5 separate regions of the Mus musculus genome follow, and all the other regions are linked to region 1. A link is a contact called in public HiChIP or PLAC-seq and promoter capture Hi-C data. All regions are on one chromosome and are shown on one strand. The core of a region is the stretch at or near the end of the contact, and the rest is flanking DNA. Distances in the headings are between cores, read along the strand shown. Region 1 holds the start of Psmb1 (proteasome (prosome, macropain) subunit, beta type 1). Region 2 overlaps Lnpep (leucyl/cystinyl aminopeptidase). Region 3 overlaps Wtap (Wilms tumour 1-associating protein). Region 4 holds the start of Acat2 (acetyl-Coenzyme A acetyltransferase 2). Region 5 holds the start of Sod2 (superoxide dismutase 2, mitochondrial).

Region 1 (3,498 bases), core at 699-3,198:
TGGTACTGGGTTTCAGGACCCCGCCGAGGCGATGGTCCAGAGACTGGTTACTCGCGGAGCCGCCGCAGCGCGCGCGGAGGACCGTTCCCAGCCCGGCCGCGCGCCCACTCGCGTCTCCTCCGGCAAACTCCGGGGACCCGCTGCAGAAGTCGCCTTTATTAAGGCCTCCAAGCAGAGAAAAGGATGAAAGGACCGTTACCTGGGCACTGCGGAGAAAATGACGCGACCGCAGAAACCTAGCCAAACCGCCAGCAGATACCCGCCACCGCTACCGGACTCGATCCACCGAACGCCTGACGCACATCTGATGCCGTCACTTCCGCCAGTTGCGCTCTTGACTGCAGTCCGATTTGTTGTGCTTAAGCTGTGAGACACTGGGAAGGAAACGAGCGGGCCGGGTACCAGCAGTTCCGGGGCGGGGCCTCCGACGGCCCTTTCTAGCTGTCAAAGAGAGATCTATTGAGTGTGTAGCGGAAACAGTTGGGGATGTGGCAATGGCGATCAAGCCCAAGCAAGCGTTCTACCACTGAACTACATCCTCAGTCTTCCATGATTTGTTTTTGTGAGAAAGAGTTTCTCTGTGTAGCCCCGACTTTCTTGGGACTCACTCTGTAGAACTGGCTGGCTTCGAACTCCAGAGATTGCTTGGCAAGCTTACTGGCTCCTCCCCTTTGAGATTTGTGAGGTGGCTAAGGAAAATGTCAAGCAAACGCTCCTCATCATGTTCTCAGTAGATGTTAACTTACGTTCAAGGAAGAACAACAAAACAAGCGACTTTGTAGTCACAGATTCATTTCTATTTTTAGCTCGGTCACTACCAGCTCTCTTCCTTGCTGCCACAAGAAAACGTCAGCTGTTTCTTAGGCTGCTTCATAATGCTTGATTGATTCCAACATATCTTAATTTTTTTTTCCTTCTGAAGTTCATCTAAGGCATATACATGTGTTGTTCTGCGTACTTCCTTTCCCTTGTATTTTGCATTATCAACGAGGTAATGAGCTCCTTTAGGTTAAGGTTAGCGCTCTCTCTCTCTCTCTTTCTCTCTGTGTGTGTGTCTGTGTGTGTGATGGACAGTATCTGTGTGTTATGTGTGTAGGTGTTGTATAGGTTGTCTATTTACACAGACTCTAATAAGTACAATAGTACTGTGTATCTATTTTCCCCTAAAGGAAACATTTTCTCTTGAAAGTACAGGAAACCTCAGAAGACTGGGGAATTGAGAAAACTTAACAAAGGCTTGTCAAGAGGCAATATAAGGGAAGCGGGTTTTATGTTGTCTTACTGTTTGAGGAGATACAACCCAGGGGGAAGCATGCCAACTGGATTGCATCCACAGACCAGAAACATAAATAGATAAATGTTAGTTCGCTTCTTCTTTATTTAGTCGGGAAATCCAGGCAATGAGGTGGCGCCGCTTATATTTTAGTTGGGTCTTCGCTCCTCAATTAAACCTTGAAACACCCGCATAGACGCATCCATGGGTTTTACCTACATGATGCTAAGTTCTGTGAAATTAACAATATTAACCATCATATTCTGGCTAAAGAAATCTGGTATTGCTTCCTGGGTCTCGTGGCTGCGTACACCACACAGTTGACATGCGTCCTGATTGGCCTTGAATGCAGCATGAACTACTAACCCGTCTCAAACGCTGTGCCACTTCGCCAATGTGACATCCGAGTTGTCGTTGCTCTGTAATTGGGTTAATTTTTTTGGTATGGTCAGACTTTTAATTTTCTATCCGCCATGAGTAAATCCAAACGTTTTCTTAGGGTTATAAAACAGGTTTCTCTGTTGGCAGGATTGGCGGATCCAGGTTGTGCGCTAGCCGGACGCAGGCGTAGACCTCCAAGAGCAACGACGAGTGCAGGCTAGAGGAGCCTAGGGGGGCGGGGCGAGGGAGGCGGAAGTGGACCGGTCCCGGCGGCCATTTTGCCGTGAGACAGCAGGAGTTAGGCGCGATGCTTTCCACTGCTGCTTACCGAGACGTGGAACGAGAGCTGGGAATGGGGCCTCACGGCTCCGCCGGCCCTGTGCAGCTGCGGTTTTCGCCTTATGCCTTCAACGGAGGGTAAAAGCCTGGGCCTGCTGCCCTCACCTGGGTCGAGCCTGGGGTCGCGACGGGCGGGTGTGGGAATGGCAGGGATGTAGCCTGCAGCCCAGCACTCAGTTGTGCATGGACGCCCTCGGTGCCGTTTGCTCCAGCAACCGGGCTCCCACCTCAATCTTCCGCCCTATGGCCTGTTGTTTGGTAGGGCTTGAACACGTTTCTAAAGCCAACGGGCGAACATGAAGTTATGATTTGTCTTGGTTGTTAGACGAGTAGCTGTTTCTGTCGCTGGGCCGCCTGATCACTTGTTGTTTTAAGAGGAAACTAACATGATTAACCAGACTTAATTTCAGGGATGAAAGTGAAGGTTGTTTTGTTCTGCTCTTGAGACGTAGCCTGCTGGGCAAGGTCTACTGAGCTGCATCCACAGCCTTAGGCAGTCGGACCCTTGTGTGTGTTTATTTTTACTCTCAAATTACTTTAGCATTTTAATTATCCGCTTTATTCGAAGATATTTTTCCTTTGTATTTAGGACCGTTGACAATACAGGGGTATTCTTCATCAAATTAGAAGTTGAAACAGCTAATTATCCAAAAAAGGGGGGCGGGGGGGGGGCTTGTTTAAGAAAAGCAAAACCAGCCAGGCGGTGGTGGAGCACGCCTTTACTGCTAGCAAAGGCAAGTGGGTCTCTTAAGTTCGTGGCCAGTCTGGTCTACAGAGCAAGTTCCAGGACAGCCTGGGCTACACGGAGAATCTTTGTCTCAAGAAAGAAAAGCAAAAACGTTAAATATGGCTTTATGAATGTTGAGCGTTGATCATACAGATAGTGAAAGGTTGATTTTAGTCTTGGTTGTACCTTTTGAAGAGCAATTGTGAATGTACTATGTGGGCTCCTTTCAGTTACTTATAGATTGGGGAAGACTCAAGGTAGGTTTTTTTGTTTGTTTGTTTGTTTGTTTTAATTTCAAGCAGTTAAGTGAATAATTTCATAGTTTTACTTCTTGACTCTTGGCATCTAAACAGCCCAGGCTATAGAGCTGGTGTGAATTAGAACCGGATTTAAATTCATAGCGTTCTCAGCCGAGTCCAGTTTCAGTTTGCTTTTCCAGTATGCTGCTTAATGCTGCACGTGAACACTAAGTACTTACTTTGTAAGATGTGTTAATTTCAAGGTGTTCCGAATGCAGTACTCATGAGTCACTTTTTTTAACCTCCTTTACTTCTTCTTATCCATCACTTTGTTCATAGTTACTTACACCTATCCATTAAATCACTTTTCTCTTTTGTGCCTTTTAGCATTTATTGCAACTAGCCCTGCAAGCAGCCTCAGATTCTACAATATATAAATTTCTCTTTGTAGCTTCCAGGTTTTTGTCACTTGAGGCCTTTATATAATTACTAATCTTTTATAATTCCTAAGTCTGTTTCTGTAACTATTTCTCAAAAGT
Region 2 (3,750 bases), core at 78-2,577, 2.1 Mb before region 1:
ACTCTTGCATATTGAAGTATTTCATTAAACATTAAAATGATTATTTTTTACTTTAGGATGATTATTTTAACTATTACATTTTATTTTATAAGATGTGGTCCTTTTGTTTGAAGGAATGCAGATAAAATTGGAAAATAACTTAAATACTTGTATAAAAAGAAATGAAATGAAGACTGGCTTCATACTGCTTTTTATATTGTCACTGAGTGCATTCTTTCAACAGTTCTTAAGTAACATAAGTTGCTTAAATAAAGAAACAAGGGCGGGAGATATGGCTAAGCAGTTAAGAGCACTAGTTGCTCTTCCAGAGGTCCTGATATCAATTCTAAGCACATGGCTCACAACCATCTATAATGTGATCTGATGCCCTCTTCTGATGTCTCTAAAGACAGCAACAGTGTACTCATATACATAAAATAGAATCTTTTTTAAAACCAAACAAATAAATTACTATTGCTGCATACAAACCATGCATTTGTTTCAAAGATTGAATACCATTCTGTTAAAGAGAGGTATTGTGCTGTGAGTGTGTCATTAGAGACTGGAGATACTTCCTGTACTCAAGGATTTTCAGACACCATAGGTCATAATTTCATAGGCATTGCTGAAATAATTCAAGTATTATTGGGTAGCTGAAGGGAAGCACAAAACATGTGCCTCTCAAACTATAGGACAGTCTCCCACATAGTATTGTCTTCAACCCTAAAATTCTGTGACTTGCTCTTAGACGCTTACATACATTTTTTAGGTATTTATAAGAAGTATTCTTGGGAGTTTTTAGTTTGACATTTCTGTATATAGGGCTTGATTCCGACTGCAAGTAATTTTTAGTTGAGATACGAAATAGGTAGTTTAAATAATGTGTGCTACTTAATTAAACATTGAAATACAGAGTCTCACCACTTGGGGGTGCTGAGAACACTTTAAATTCTAATATACATTCTAGGGACACTCTTGGCTGAGCTCTCAATGCTTTCAGAATAAGAGTTGTATTTTCTTTTAAGTAACCTCTAAGAATTATATATCACTTTAATAGAAAATCAAGGTAAGGACCCCATTTCTGCCCTAAGTTTCAATTTCTGTTTTAAAAGTCTACTTTAACCTTTGTTGAATATTTATCTTGGATATTCAGATTTGGAATTTGCCTCTGATAGTCAGAGATTCTCAATTTTACAGTTATGCTCTCTTTTCAGAAATGCAGATTCTCACATGCCTCAGTTCTCAGTGCCGTTTTAAGCTTAAGGAACTGCATACAATTTACTTCCATTTGTTTATATGCTGCACCTTAGTGAGCCCAGGTGTTTTTCATTCTGTAGCAATTGTGCCTTTATATCGGTCATGACTTCCTACTGCTTTATCTTTTGCTAGTATGAAGACTTCTTAGATGCTCGATTTAAAACCATGAGGAAAGATTCCTTGAATTCGTCTCATCCAATATCATCATCTGTTCAGTCTTCGGAACAAATAGAAGAAATGTTTGATTCTCTCTCCTATTTTAAGGTATCACTGTGCACAAAGAAATGTACTTTTACTAGACTTCAACCTTATTTTGTAGGTCAGCAAACAGCGTGATTCACATTACAGACTGAACAAGCGTTGCCTTTGGTATCCTATTGAAGTTTTAACTGTTTAAATTTTAAATATGTAAATCTGTTTGGTCTTAACGTTTGTGTTTCTGTCTCCCTTTTAGTCAGTGTGACTAGTTTTCAGGCAGTGAAGCAGATCATGTAAGAATTCATCTTTCAAAGTTAGTTTTCTCCCTGGATCTGTCCGTAGAATGTGTGCTTAGAAGAGCATCCTAAGCAAAGCCCTTTATTGTGGTACTCAGAATTGAGGTATTTTCTACAATCAAGATCACCAAAAAAAATTAAGCATAAAAAGTTATTTTAGTAATTGACAGTTCTCCTTCAGGATGTGAAACATTAGACACCAGGACAGTGGATGGAAAGTAGAAGCTGGCTTCATTCTGAGCAGGTTGGAGAACAGAGGGAGTGTGGTACTGGTATTACCTGAATGGATGCTGTACAAGGGTGATGCTAAAGCTTATGATTGGTTGTCAGAGTCCTTGGATAGTAAATCCCTCTGCTAGATAGCGAAGAAAATACATTAAGTGTGAGGATAGAAACCATACTATCAAAAAGCTCAAAATTAGGAGGTAAATACATGTGAATGAGCAAGAGAGGCTGTGTGTGCTGAAATAGTACAAAAAATGTATGCATGTTGAAGAGAGAAGCCAAAGAGCACAAGGTAGGGCAGATATGGACTTTGAAGAGGAGAGCCAGGAGGGCTGATGTCTGGGATTCAGAGATGGAACCAGGCTTAGGAAGGTAAGAAAGAAAGCATGAGCCCAGCTACAGCAGGTCCTGAGTGCCATAAGAAATCGATGATGTTTTTTTAACATAAGGATGATTTGATTAAAGTTAATATTTAGAAAATTTAAATTGGATTCAGTTAATAAAGTTGATTCCGAGACCACAAATGGGACATGACACTGAAAATCAGACATGCAGAGTGAACGTTTGCAATGAATGGTCATAGCAATGGGAAGAAAACAGATCTAAAACTAAAGGGAGTTTTGTACTTGAAGGACTTAGTGACAGGGTAAAACAGATAAAGAAGGAGGCAAAAATGTTGTCTGGATTAAAGCCTGATGAAGTAAATAATAGTACTTTTAACAAGAAATTAGGAGTTTAATGTGAGTATACAGAGGCACTAATTTTTTCTTATCTGCAGTTTTTCTTTCAGGCTTCAGTAAACTATTATTAGCCATCTTAGGAAAAATACTAAAAGGAAAGACCAGAAAAGCAGTCTGTAAATTTTAAACTACATATCATTCTGAGTAATATGTCCTGCATGGGCATGAGCCAATTTTCCAGTGTAACCATGTTGTATATGCAACTTCTCAAATTATCACTAAATACCATCTCAGTTCCCAGATTAACTGGCTCAATTAGGGCTTGTGGTCAGTTATCTTTTATTTATTAATGATTCCTAATGTACAAGAGTTATGTAGCTGCCAAAGCAAAGGTATGAAGTGGTTCCTTTAGGTGACTAAGTCAAAGTTCTTAACTTTATAAAGAAAGAAAATCATAGGCCTGTCTTGCTAAGATCTGCACTATAGTAAAATATTTTGAAATAAACTACATTTACATGACTTATTATAGTAAGTATATTGCTTATAATTATCTTATTAGGAATTATTAATATTAAATATGCCTAATTCATTTATTAAACTGTATTATAGGGGAAAACATTGCATATGTAAAGTTTTGTGCTATGTGATCTACTAGGGGGTCTTGGAAATTATCCCCTTTGGATAAGAAAACTATTATATTCCAGTTATTTGGTGATTTTTAAAGCCCATACATGAATGGTCAGTAAGGAAAAATCTAAAATGTGTTTCTGTTGCTATACAGAGGGTAAAAAAATTTGCTATTTCAAGACATGATATAACAGAGTTCTGACACCAATTAACCACCTAACGCCAGAATTCATGCTTTCTCATTATAAGATTTCAGTAAAATACTTAACCCCTGACAATATGGTAACTACTTATTTTACAATTGGAAATTTGATGAATATCCCACATCACTGAGAAAAACAGAACACAGCATAATTCCAGTATTTTGTGCAAGAAAAAACAAATGGCTGGGGAAGTGTGTTTAACAGATATATTCCATTTGTTCTTCATAGTCACCAAGGCACTGATGTAGGGTGCTTTGTGAGGGTTCATTCATTAGCCAGTTTTGA
Region 3 (3,530 bases), core at 880-3,379, 2.5 Mb after region 1:
GCCAGCAAACTGGTGGCCGGTGCTGCCCTTCTAGGCCTTTAGCAACAGGCCTCGGTGGCCTTCTGAGGCCTGACTTACACTTTTTTAAAAATAATATAACCACGATGATGAAAGATGTTAGCAAAGAGGAAATTTGGTGAAAGTTACGGGGGTACTTATGTCTTTTGTGCCCTTTTTTTGGTGGTTGTTAATTGAAGCTATCCTGGGCTAACTAACCTAAATTGTGAAGAGTCCTAGGTTGAATCCCTTTCACTAAAATGAATGAAGGGACCAAAGTGCTGTGAAATACAAGATTGTTTAATAACTATTTCACAAAACAGTTTTGTTTTGAGGAGAAAAAACTTTAATTGAAAGAAAATCAACTGAAAATCTTTCCCCCACCCCCACCCCTTATTTTTCAGGGTGCAAGATGACCAACGAAGAACCTCTTCCTAAAAAGGTATGTCAGCAGCTTCAAACCCTCCTTTCTTAGAGTTTAAGGGGCTATTCTATGTCCTTATTTTCCACTTCCTTTACCTTGTACTTTGCATCAAGGGACTACAGCTTTAAGATGTCTCTGTATGTGCTCAGTTTCACAGCTTTTAGAAGGCATTACAGTATTCCTGTGATCTTCACTTCTTAGCCTGTATTACATTACCATATACACACGTGAACAATTTCTGAATATTTTACAGATTTTACACACATCTATACACACACATGTATGTATATGTTCCTATTTTTGCTCCTATTTTGTTAAACCCCCAGGGTTGTAACTTAAATCTATCCACCTGAGTATTTTTCAAGGCTACACCTAATTAGTTCTTGTTTTTTTCCTTTATTTTCTAACTTTGGATGTTCTGGCTCTATAGTCCTTTACTGAGTTTAGCTATCATTACTTATAGGTAATAACACTACATGTATCCTGAAGTTCTGTTAAACAGTGTGCTATAGGCTATGGAAGGATTTGTAATTCAGTTTGGAAAAGCGTAATGTTATATAAAATTCTGCCTAAAGTTTTGGAGTCAACATTATTCAGGAGTGAGTAATGAACTGTGGTTTGCTTTCTCAGGTTCAGTGTTTTTTCCTGTTTTGTATTGTGACACTAGTGTTACTGGTTAATACTTAGAAACTCTTTAAAGTGTTCTCTGTGCTTCTAGGAATCAAAGTCTGCTTCTTGCATGCTGTGCAGGCAGTTCTCCTTTTGTCTAGGCTCCCTCTTCCAAGAATTTTTTTGTTTGTTTTTTCGTTGGTTTGGTTTGGTTTGGTTTGGTTTTTGGTTTTTCAAGACAGGGTTTCTCTGTATAGCCCTGGCTGTCCTGGAACTCACTCTGTAGACCAGGCTGGCCTCGAACTCAGAAATCCACCTGCCTCTGCCTCCCGAGTGCTGGGATAACAGGCACACGCCACCACTGCCTGGCCAAGAATTTTTTTTTAATAAGAGAAATTAATAGAGCCATAGAAAAAGCATTTCTAGGGGCTGGAGAATGGTTCAGTGGTTAAGAACACCGACTACTCTTCCAGAGGTCCTGATCAATTGGAAGCAACCACATGATGGCTCACAACCATCTGTAATGGGATCTGATGCCCCTCTCCAGGTGAGTCTGAAGATAGCTACAGTGCACTCACATACATTAAATAAATACTTTTGAAAAGTAGAACCTAAGTTGAAATTGTTTCAAACATTTAGAAATGCATGCATGCATGCATGCTTGCTTTCTCCTTTCTTTCTTTCTTTCTTTCTTTCTTTCTTTCTTTCAAGATTTATTTGTTATTAGGTGTAAGTACACTGTATCCGTCTTCAGACACACCAGAAGAGGGCATCAGATTCCATTACAGATGGTTGTGAGCCACCATGTGCTTGCTGGGAATTGAACTCTGGACCTCTGGAGAAGTCAGTCAGTACTCTTAACTGTTGAGCCACCTCTCCAGCCCTCAAACTATTGAAAGTTGTAGATTGATAAGATGTTTAGTAACATTCTATGAGCTTCTTTCAAAATCAGCATCTGGATTAATAGTTTAAAACTAGGGAACTGGTACACTCACAAGTTTTTCAAATTTCTTCATTTTTTTCAAACGTTCTCTATACAACTGCAGTTGTATCTCAAGATAAGCATCTGAATCCTCACCACAGGGCACTTTGATGCCCTCCCTCCCTCCTTCCCCAGGCTTGTAGTGATAATCCATTTTCCAGTTTCTTTAACTTCCTGAGTGCCTCAGGAAGGAAATCAGGCATGTATGTCCTCCTAAGATTATCTTTTCACTTTGTATTGCATATCAGTAATCTTATTTCTACTTGCTGCTGAAGAATATTGAATATATGGCTGGATCAGTTTTTCTGTTTTATTTTTTTTCTGGTTTTTCATAACGATTTCTCTGTGTAGCCTTTGCTGTCCTGGAATTTGATCTGTAGAATAGGCTGATCTTGGAACGTACAGAGATCCACCTGCCCCTGTATTATAATTATAGTTTTACAAGCATTTACCTGTTAAAGGACACTTGGACGGCTCAAGGATGCAAATACTGGTTGATGTGGTGTGTGAAAGTTTAATCTGACTGATGTGAGTTTTTTATTTCACTTGTTTGTTTGGTTTTAATTTTTAATTTTTTGTGTATCTGTATTTTGGGAATGCTCTGAAGTGGAGAAATGGTGTCCTTTGGAGCTGGAGTTCCAGACAGGTGTGCACTCTGACTGATTAGGTATTGCGAACTAAACTGGTTCTCTGAAGAGTTCCAAGCACTGTTAACCGATAAGCTTTCTCCAACCTTCACATTTAGTTTAAAGCTATTTTCAGAGTTGTTCCTGTGGAAAACACTTTGCGCTCTGAAAGAATACTCAGTCTGTTTTAAATTTTCTTTCTAGGTCCGACTGAGTGAAACAGACTTCAAAGTTATGGCACGGGATGAGTTAATTCTAAGGTAAAATGTTCTTTCATCAAAAATACATATACATCATACTATGACTACCTACTTACCATTATGCCATCCCTAGTTTGGGTTTGCTTGTTCTGTGGGGTTTTCTTGTTACTGATTGTTTGAGACAGTGTCTTCCTATGGAAATTAAGATCCTCTTGCCTTAGCCCACCAAGGGATAGGAATACTGGCATGTTTCCACTACAGTAGCTGACATGGTTGTTTGTAGTGTTTGTTTGGGGGTTGGCTTAATTTGGGTTTTTTATTTGTTTGGTTTTGGGGGGTGGGGGTTGGGGTATGTATGTGGGGAGTTTTTGTTTTAAAACATGGTTCCTTTGTGTAGCTTTGGCTGTCTTGGAACCTCTAACCCAGAGTTCCACCTGTCTTTAAATCCCACTGCTGGAATTAAAGACGTGTGCTATTATTATCTGATTCAGTGTGACTTTTTTTTAATGTTAATATAGCCTCAAGTCACTTGAAATATTTTTTTGGATATGTTTCCTATGATTCTTCAGTATGTAAGCAAGAAGAACTATAATATTAGTTTAGGTGATTCATAGATTGATAGCAACCAAATTTTCTTTTAGAGCTAAAATACTCAAGATTAGTTACACAGAAAGCATTTATATTTCATATAT
Region 4 (3,492 bases), core at 764-3,263, 2.5 Mb after region 1:
TTGTATAGCATAATAAAGAAAACTGGAGCCGGGCTGTGGTGGCGCATGCCTTTAATCCCAGCACTTAGGAGGCAGAGGCAGGTGGATTTCTGAGTTCGAGGCCAGCCTGGGCTACAGAGTGAGTTCCAGGACAGCCAGGGCTACACAGAGAAACCCTGTCTCAAACAAACCAAGAGAAAAAAGAAAAAAAAGAAAAAGAAAAGAAAACTGGAAACTAAGAGTTGTATGGTTAACGAAGATAAGATTAGGAATAAGAGCCAAGGCAGGATTTAGGAAGGCTTCCTGGAGGAAGTGAAGCCTAAGCGGAGGTCCAGAGATTTCTAGCTTAGCTAACAGAGCCTCACACCACTCACTGAGACGTTCTTCAGTCAAAAGAAATAAGCTGAAGAGGTAAACACGAGTTTGGGTTAGATGTCATAAGTTGTTTTTTATAGAAAGTTTAAATTGAGAGAGCCAGTCTGCTCACAGGCAACAAAATTAAAAGAAGGATTCCAGAGTTGTCAGCATAATGGGGGTAACTGACAGGATGGGGTGGACATGCTGTGGCATGTTGGGTGAGGGGCAGTGAGAGTAAGGCCACAAAGGGAACTGAAGAGTGGCCAGAGTAGTGGGAAAACAGAGGGCTAGGGAGGTGACACAGTGGTGATGAGCACTACTGCTCCTGCAGAGAACAGGGTTTGGTAGCTAGCACCCATATGATAGCTCACGACTGTCTGCAATTCCAGTTCCTGGGGTCCAGCATCCTCTGCTTGCCTCTGCAGACACTAGGCTCACATGCAAGGATGCATACATGCATGCAAGCAAAGACACATAAAAATAAATTATTAAGCCAGGCGTGGTGGCGCACGCCTTTAATCCCAGCACTCAGGAGGCAGAGGCAGGCAGATTTCTGAGTTTGAGGCCAGCCTGGTCTACAAAGTGAGTTCCAGGACAGCCAGGGCTATACAGAGAAACCCTGTCACGAAAAACCAAAAAGAAGAAGAAGAAGGAGGAGGAGGAGGAGGAGGAGGAGGAGGAGGAGGAGGAGGAGGAGGAGGAGGAGGAGGAGGAAACCATGGGAAGTCCCTTGCATTTCTTGGACCCTTGAGGAAACAGAGGACATAATCTAGAATTTAGCCTCATCTCTAGAACCTACTTTGATCCATCCACCTCTCTCAAAATACTATTTTTTTCAGGTTGCTTTACATTTCAGGAGGATATCCCAGCTTACCGGGTTGTTGTTGTTAGGTTTGTTTTCCTTTCCTACAATCTGTGGCGCAGTTCTCTTACTTCACTGTCCACTGTCCCCACTGAGGGCAAGACTTGCCTAGAAAGCCTTTCCTTCCACCACAGGATTCTGCTTTCCTAAACAGATGGCATTCTCTGTAGACCAGCAAGCTGCAGAAGCAAACCAGGATGACTCTCCTTTCAAAACACTGGGGACACTGCAGGTGACCTGTGATAGTGCTAGGGCTGGGACTGGGGGGTGGCCAGAGGGAGCCTGCAAAAGGCATGAGAATGACACAAGGCAGAGAGGTAAGTAGAGTCTGGCAGATTCTGTCTTTGGCTGAATAATAAGTCCGAGAGGATTGGACAGTAGAGATCCACTGCCCTAAGGATCTCTGTTAGCAAGGAGGCTACCCACTCAGAAGCTGTCAGCGCTGAGAAGAACCTTCAGAAGAAACGGGAGATGCCTATGTAGGAAAGGTTAGGCTAGGTTCCAGTGTCACCTGGAGGAAAGCCTTACCCTTGGACCCGACTCCACCTATGACCCCTAGACCGTCTGCACACCGCATCGCTCTTCGACACCCCTAGGCTGTCTACCTCCAACCCAACATCCCTGGATCCTCCACACCCCACCCTAACCCGACACACCTAGGTTGGGTAGACACCATCTACCCCATACCAAACCAAAGAGTCTCCATCTTACACAATTCTGGGACTTAGCCCTACCAGCTTCCTGCGCAGGCGTGAGGAGGCGTGGCGTGGAGGCCATAGCTCCGCCCCCCCCAGCACAGCCTGTCAGGCTGGAGGAAGTTTTACCTCAGTCGCAGACAGGACAAGGCTGAGAGCTAGCAGAGACCAGAGCGACAAGATGAATGCGGGCTCAGACCCCGTGGTCATCGTCTCAGCGGCGCGCACCGCTATAGGTGAGTGTCCCGCGAGGTCACTTCAGCCTGTGACCCTCCTTCCCGACATGATCGCGGAGACTCGGGCTCTCGTGACGGGGAGGGGGCGGCCGGCCACAGACTCCACAGCTCGCGGTGCCCCGCGCCTTGCCCGCGGACCCGCCCCTCGTGCTGCGATTGGCTCCTCGCAGTAGAGCCACCGCTCTGCCAGGCTCACCTATTAGATAACGTTGGGACGCGCTCTCTCTCCTGATCGCTGATTGGTCTGTTCGGCGGTGCACCATTGATCACGCTGTGGTGTCGGGGGCCCGAGAGATGGTGGTCTGAGCTGCTCCTCCAGGCAGGCCTTGGCTTTGGCATTGTTCTGGAAGTCACCATCGCCTTTGCCCGCCTCGGCTCCAGCCGTTTTTATTTGGAATGCATGTGACCCCTTCTCCCCCTCGGTGGTCCTCAGTGTGCTCTTGGTTCAGATTCCTTCCCTCTTCCCCATTCCATTGTAGGCTCCTTCAATGGTGCCCTGTCCACCGTGCCTGTCCACGAAATGGGGACAACTGTCATCAAAGAAGTCCTGCAGAGGGCCAAGGTGGCTCCAGAAGAGGTGTCCGAGGTCATATTTGGACATGTCTTGACGGCAGGTAACTCCTCAGTAGCCCAGGACAGATCTGGTTCACTAGAAACAGCATTTATTTATATGTGTGTGTGTGCGCGCACACACACCACCACCACCATACATTGCTTTGCTTGGAGTTCTCTCTGCTAGGATTCTTTCTGTCCCTCCTCCTTCCTCTGGCTGAAGTCACAGCTCCTTTACAAGCCTTTTCGGTGAGTGATCTTAGACCACGGGACTGTATCGCCTTTGCATTGTTAGAAGCACAGCAAAGTATTCACAGTCCTCCACATACCCCTAACATGTCACACAGTCAATAAAAGTGTGTGGGCCTGGCACTGTGCCACAGCTGCGAGTGGGGCTGCAGCAGAGCAGCTCTACCCTGGTCCACTTTGTCAGGAGATCAGCTGTCCCTCACTCCAGGGGACTGTCCGGAGGAAGGCAGGAGAGTCTAAGAATGCTTCATCATAGCTCTGATTCCTGCTGGGCTTGGAGATCAGTGACTACTGATGTTGATGATTGGTTTGGGGCCTGGGTGTATAGCTCAGTGGTGAAGTGTGTGGTTAGCATGCATGTGGTCATGAGTTCCCACTCCTGCCCTGCCCTGTGCTCCCTCAGCACACATTTGAATCAACTGTAGAGAAAATTGTTAATATTCAATACCAAGTTCTGCTCTTACTCTGTCTGAGACCATTTGTATGTGTGCCAGTTGAATATTGTTTTTTGAAACATTTGGGGCTAGAATTGTTTTGACATCAGATCCCCACCTCCTAGATT
Region 5 (3,808 bases), core at 638-3,137, 2.5 Mb after region 1:
TGGCTCAGTGGTTAAGAGAACTGACTGCTCTTCTGGAGGTCCTGAGTTCAAATCCCAGCAACCACATGGTGGTTCACAACTATCTATCTGTAAAGAGATCTGATGTCCTCTTCTGGTGTATCTGAAGACAGCTACAGTGTACTTACGCCCTCTGTCTGAAGACAGTTACAGTATATGTAATAATAATAAATAATAATAAAAATATAATAATAAATAAATCTTCCAAAAAAATTCCCAGAAATTGTGGTTGACTCAACAGGTAAAACACAAAAAGGCTCTTGCCAGGAAAACCTGACACCCTGACTTGAATTGACAATCTGAGCTTAGTTTCTGGATACCACAGTGGAAGGAGAGAACCAATGCCCTAGGTTATCCTCTAACCTCCACTGGCTCCGTGTGTCAGCACGAATCCATTCACACACACACACACACACACACACACACACACACACACAGAGGTTTTTTAATACTATAGCATTCCCATATACATCATCTAGGGGTGCAAACACAGAACTCTGCACTATGGATTTTGTTGGCTGAGCGCTTAAAAATATAGGTAAATAAATAAGCTTGCCTACTGTTCCATTCAGTGACAGATACTCAGTTTCTCACAAAATAGCTATTTTTCTTGTGAACTTTGACCCCAAAAGTACCAAGTCTAGCCTGTTCTGCAGCTAAGTGCTCGTTCCTGTCTTTTCCTCCCCCCCCCCCCAAGGGTAAAGAGTGTGAAACAGGATGTCCAGAGATATCCAAGGGGTCAGGGAGTCCCAGCCCTAGACTGAACTAATCCTATTGTTGTCCACAACGGTGACAATAATCACAACTCGGACTGCAGTCTTCTGATGCCACTTCAGACCCTCTCCTGCACCTGCTGCCAGGCCACCAATATCGCTTGCTCTCAGCAAAACCCCAGCCACTTCTAGCCCCAACCACCCTCTCACCCAAGGGCACCTGGCTGACCCAGCTCGGGCACTCTCAACCCTCCTGCAAATGGCTGCCAAGGCTACCTGAAAAATAAGCAAAACAAACTCTCCTGAAGCCACGTTATATAACAACCGCATATTTTAAATATTCATATGCAAAACAAAAACTAAATATTCATTACGCAAAAAGGAGCAGCGTCCGAGAGCTGTCTTTAAAGGACCACCACCAATGCTAGCTAGCAACACGGGTGACAAAAAAGGACACAACAGTAAGGTCCGTCAAGTACTTTCGTGAGGTCCTGTGTTTTCCGGGATAGGAAAGGACGTTTATGCGAACCAACGGAGGTATTCCCCGGCATCGAAACAGACCTCCGTCCGGCCACCGGGATCCTCGTGTGCAGGGGCCCCGCACCTACCCTTGGCCAGAGCCTCGTGGTACTTCTCCTCGGTGGCGTTGAGATTGTTCACGTAGGCCGCGTGGTGCTTGCTGTGGTGCAGCTGCATGATCTGCGCGTTAATGTGTGGCTCCAGCGCGCCATAGTCGTAAGGCAGGTCTGGGAGGCTGTGCTTGTGCCGGGAGCCCGCGGCACCGGCCACAGGGCCCAGCCTCCTGCCCGTGCTGAGAGGAACAGAGAGGACGGCGGGTCACGCCACTGACACGGCGAGCCAGCCACGCCCGCCGCCCCGAGACCCACCCGTAGGGGACGCCGAGGCCCCGGGGCCCTGCCGCTCACCTGCACGCCGCCCGACACAACATTATTGAGGTTTACACGACCGCTGCTCTCCTCAGAACACGGCCGTTCGCTCGCAGGCGCGCGTCTGCTAGGCAGCGTCCGCCCGGCGTCCGCAAGGACACAGCGAAGCGGTGACCCTGCCCGCAGCGCCCATCAGCGGAGGGGAGGACGGCGACACGGACGGCCCGGCGCATAACGGAGCGGCATCCTGGGAAGGCAACGTCTCCCCTGTGCCAAATTGGTAGAGGCCGCGTGCTTGCTACAGCCACGCCCCCACCATCGGCCTTGGCCCCGCCCCGCCTCGGGGAACCCCGTCCGCCCCGCGGTGTGGCTCCGCCCCTCCTCGGGCCGCCCTGTCCAGCTCTGGCTGTGAGCTGCAAAGCTTCCACTCTATTTCTACTCCTGCTTCTGGGAAACCCTGGAGACTTTCCTCCGGAAAGCCAAGGCTCTGCTGCTGGTCAGAATTATGGAGTAATCAGGGCCCCTCTGACCCAGTTAATTTATGCCCGGAGTGACCTTCCCTGGGGCCTAACCTGACATTAAATCACGTCGCAGGTTTGCGTGTGTTCATCTTTGTTGCCCCTGAGACTGGGGTTGCGGACTCCGGGTGCAGCTTGCCAGTTAACTAGTAAGAGTCCGGATTAGAAGGCGAGGTTCATCTTTCTTGATTAAACTCTGCAACATTCAGTGACTTCAAAAACCAACCCACTCGACCAAATGTAAAAGGACATTGTTTCCCTTTGTGGACTTATTAGTCTAAGAAGCAGTGGCTATCAAATGTTTCCATAACAATTATACAGCTTTCCTCTTCTACTTAATGGGTTTATGTCTTCCCTGATTAGAAAACACTAAGAAAGCAGAAGGCAGTTGGCTGAGTAGTTCCCGGTGGTTTTTTCCCACCCCCTTTGCAGGCCTCCTAAGGATGACAGGGCTTAGGGTAAGGGGAATTGCAAGAGGATGCTTTCCGGTAGGGAGAAACCTGTCCACAGGCGTCAGACCGGAGCTGTATGGATGACCTGTGTCTTAGTTAGGGTTTTACTGCTGTGAACAGACACCATGACCAAGGCAAGTCTTATAAAAAACAACAGTTACTTGTGGCTGGCTTACAGGTTCAGAGGTTCAGTCCATTATCATTAAGGTGGGAGCATGGCAGTATCCAGGCAGGCATGGCACAGGCAGAGCTGAGAGTTCTATGTCCTCATCCAAAGGCAGCTAGTGGAAGACTAACTTCCAGGCAACTAGGGTGAGGATCTTATGCCCACACCCACAGTGACACACCCATTCCAACCAGGTCACACCTATTCCAACAAGGCCACACCTCCAGATGGTGCCATTCCCTGGCCCAAGAATATACAAACCATCATGCTCCACTCCCTGGCCCCCCATAGACTTGTTCAAAAACATGAGTCTATGGGGGGCCATACTTAAACATAGCATAATGCAAAATGCTATGGTGGTGTGGTGGCACATGCCTTTGATCCCAGCACTCCGGAGACAGAGGCAGGCGGATTTCTGAGTTCAAGGCTAGCCTGGTCTACAAAGTGATTTCCAAGACAGCCAGGGCTATACAGAGAAACCCTGCCTCAAAAAAAAAAAACAAAAACAAAAACAAAAAAAAATGCATTTAGTCAAACTTTTCAAGTCCTCATAGTCTATAGCAGTCTCAACAATATTAAAAATCCAAAGTTCAAGGTCTCTTCTGAGATTCATCCAATCACTTAACTGTAATCCCCAAAGAAAGACAGGAAACCAGCTGGGTAAACTCCAAACTCTGCGTCTCCATGGCTGATGTCAAAGCGGTCTTCAGATCTCCACTCCTTTTTCATCTTTGTTGACTGCAACAACTGCTTTCTCCTGGGCTGGTTCCACTCCCTGTTAGCAGCTTTCCTTAGCACGTATCCCATGGCTCTGGCATCTTTAATAGCTTTGAGTCTCCAAGGCAATTTCAATGTTACAGCTTCTTGTTTCAGTGTCTGGGATTCCACTTGATCTTTTGGGCTCCTAAGGGCTGGCATCACTTCTCCAGCTCTGCCCTCAGTAGCATTCTAAGCTCAGGTTGATCCACTCCACTACGGCTTGTTCTTGGTGATCATCCCAGGGTACTGACATCTCCAATACACTGGGGTGTTCTACTCCAACTAGGCTTCACCA

The links. Promoter capture Hi-C pulls out the DNA fragments that hold promoters and counts their contacts. HiChIP or PLAC-seq counts read pairs in DNA pulled down with a chosen protein or histone mark.
Region 2: a contact with region 1 is called in a promoter capture Hi-C map of pre-B cells. The contact joins the enhancer-like site here to the promoter of Psmb1 in region 1. A contact is called at or near these places in 4 of 39 promoter capture datasets (cranial neural crest, hippocampal neurons, neutrophils and 1 more), 1 of 115 datasets of contacts at active chromatin or transcription factors (astrocytes) and 2 of 9 other capture datasets (adipose tissue and liver).
Region 3: a contact with region 1 is called in a promoter capture Hi-C map of the HPC-7 cell line, with 5 times the contacts expected there. The contact joins the enhancer-like site here to the promoter of Psmb1 in region 1. A contact is called at or near these places in 9 of 39 promoter capture datasets (the C10 cell line, the HPC-7 cell line, cranial neural crest and 5 more), 1 of 115 datasets of contacts at active chromatin or transcription factors (large pre-B cells) and 1 of 9 other capture datasets (adipose tissue).
Region 4: a contact with region 1 is called in an H3K4me3 HiChIP or PLAC-seq map of pro-B cells, with 8 times the contacts expected there. The contact joins the promoter of Acat2 here to the promoter of Psmb1 in region 1. A contact is called at or near these places in 3 of 39 promoter capture datasets (cranial neural crest, embryonic stem cells and hippocampal neurons), 3 of 115 datasets of contacts at active chromatin or transcription factors (astrocytes, large pre-B cells and pro-B cells) and 1 of 9 other capture datasets (adipose tissue).
Region 5: a contact with region 1 is called in a promoter capture Hi-C map of pre-B cells, with 4 times the contacts expected there. The contact joins the promoter of Sod2 here to the promoter of Psmb1 in region 1. A contact is called at or near these places in 9 of 39 promoter capture datasets (the 3T3-L1 cell line, the C10 cell line, cranial neural crest and 4 more) and 1 of 115 datasets of contacts at active chromatin or transcription factors (astrocytes).

The regions. Positions count from the first base shown.
Region 1 is chr17:15,496,726-15,500,223 of GRCm38.p6, reverse strand. Psmb1 (proteasome (prosome, macropain) subunit, beta type 1) reads left to right here and starts at 1,948. Exons shown (of 6, transcript NM_011185.3): 1 at 1,948-2,071. The coding sequence starts at 1,962. Tbp (TATA box binding protein) reads right to left here and starts at 336. Exons shown (of 8, transcript NM_013684.3): 1 at 200-336.
Region 2 is chr17:17,564,433-17,568,182 of GRCm38.p6, reverse strand. It overlaps Lnpep (leucyl/cystinyl aminopeptidase), which reads left to right. Exons shown (of 18, transcript NM_172827.3): 8 at 1,369-1,500. Among named protein-coding and RNA genes, the nearest start is that of Lnpep, 58 kb to the left of the region's middle. Within about 2 kb of position 1,327, at least 2 of the 459 cell types and tissues checked have an H3K27ac peak or open chromatin away from gene starts, as enhancers often do.
Region 3 is chr17:12,982,825-12,986,354 of GRCm38.p6, reverse strand. It overlaps Wtap (Wilms tumour 1-associating protein), which reads left to right. Exons shown (of 8, transcript NM_001113533.1): 2 at 402-439; 3 at 2,843-2,898. The coding sequence starts at 410. Among named protein-coding and RNA genes, the nearest start is that of Wtap, 7.7 kb to the left of the region's middle. Within about 2 kb of position 2,129, at least 14 of the 459 cell types and tissues checked have an H3K27ac peak or open chromatin away from gene starts, as enhancers often do. A contact at or near this core is called in the HPC-7 cell line, where this site is marked.
Region 4 is chr17:12,959,246-12,962,737 of GRCm38.p6, reverse strand. Acat2 (acetyl-Coenzyme A acetyltransferase 2) reads left to right here and starts at 2,013. Exons shown (of 9, transcript NM_009338.3): 1 at 2,013-2,129; 2 at 2,609-2,743. The coding sequence starts at 2,075. It also overlaps the pseudogene Gm15946.
Region 5 is chr17:13,005,918-13,009,725 of GRCm38.p6, reverse strand. It overlaps Sod2 (superoxide dismutase 2, mitochondrial), which reads right to left and starts at 1,887. Exons shown (of 5, transcript NM_013671.3): 1 at 1,658-1,887; 2 at 1,340-1,542. The coding sequence starts at 1,680.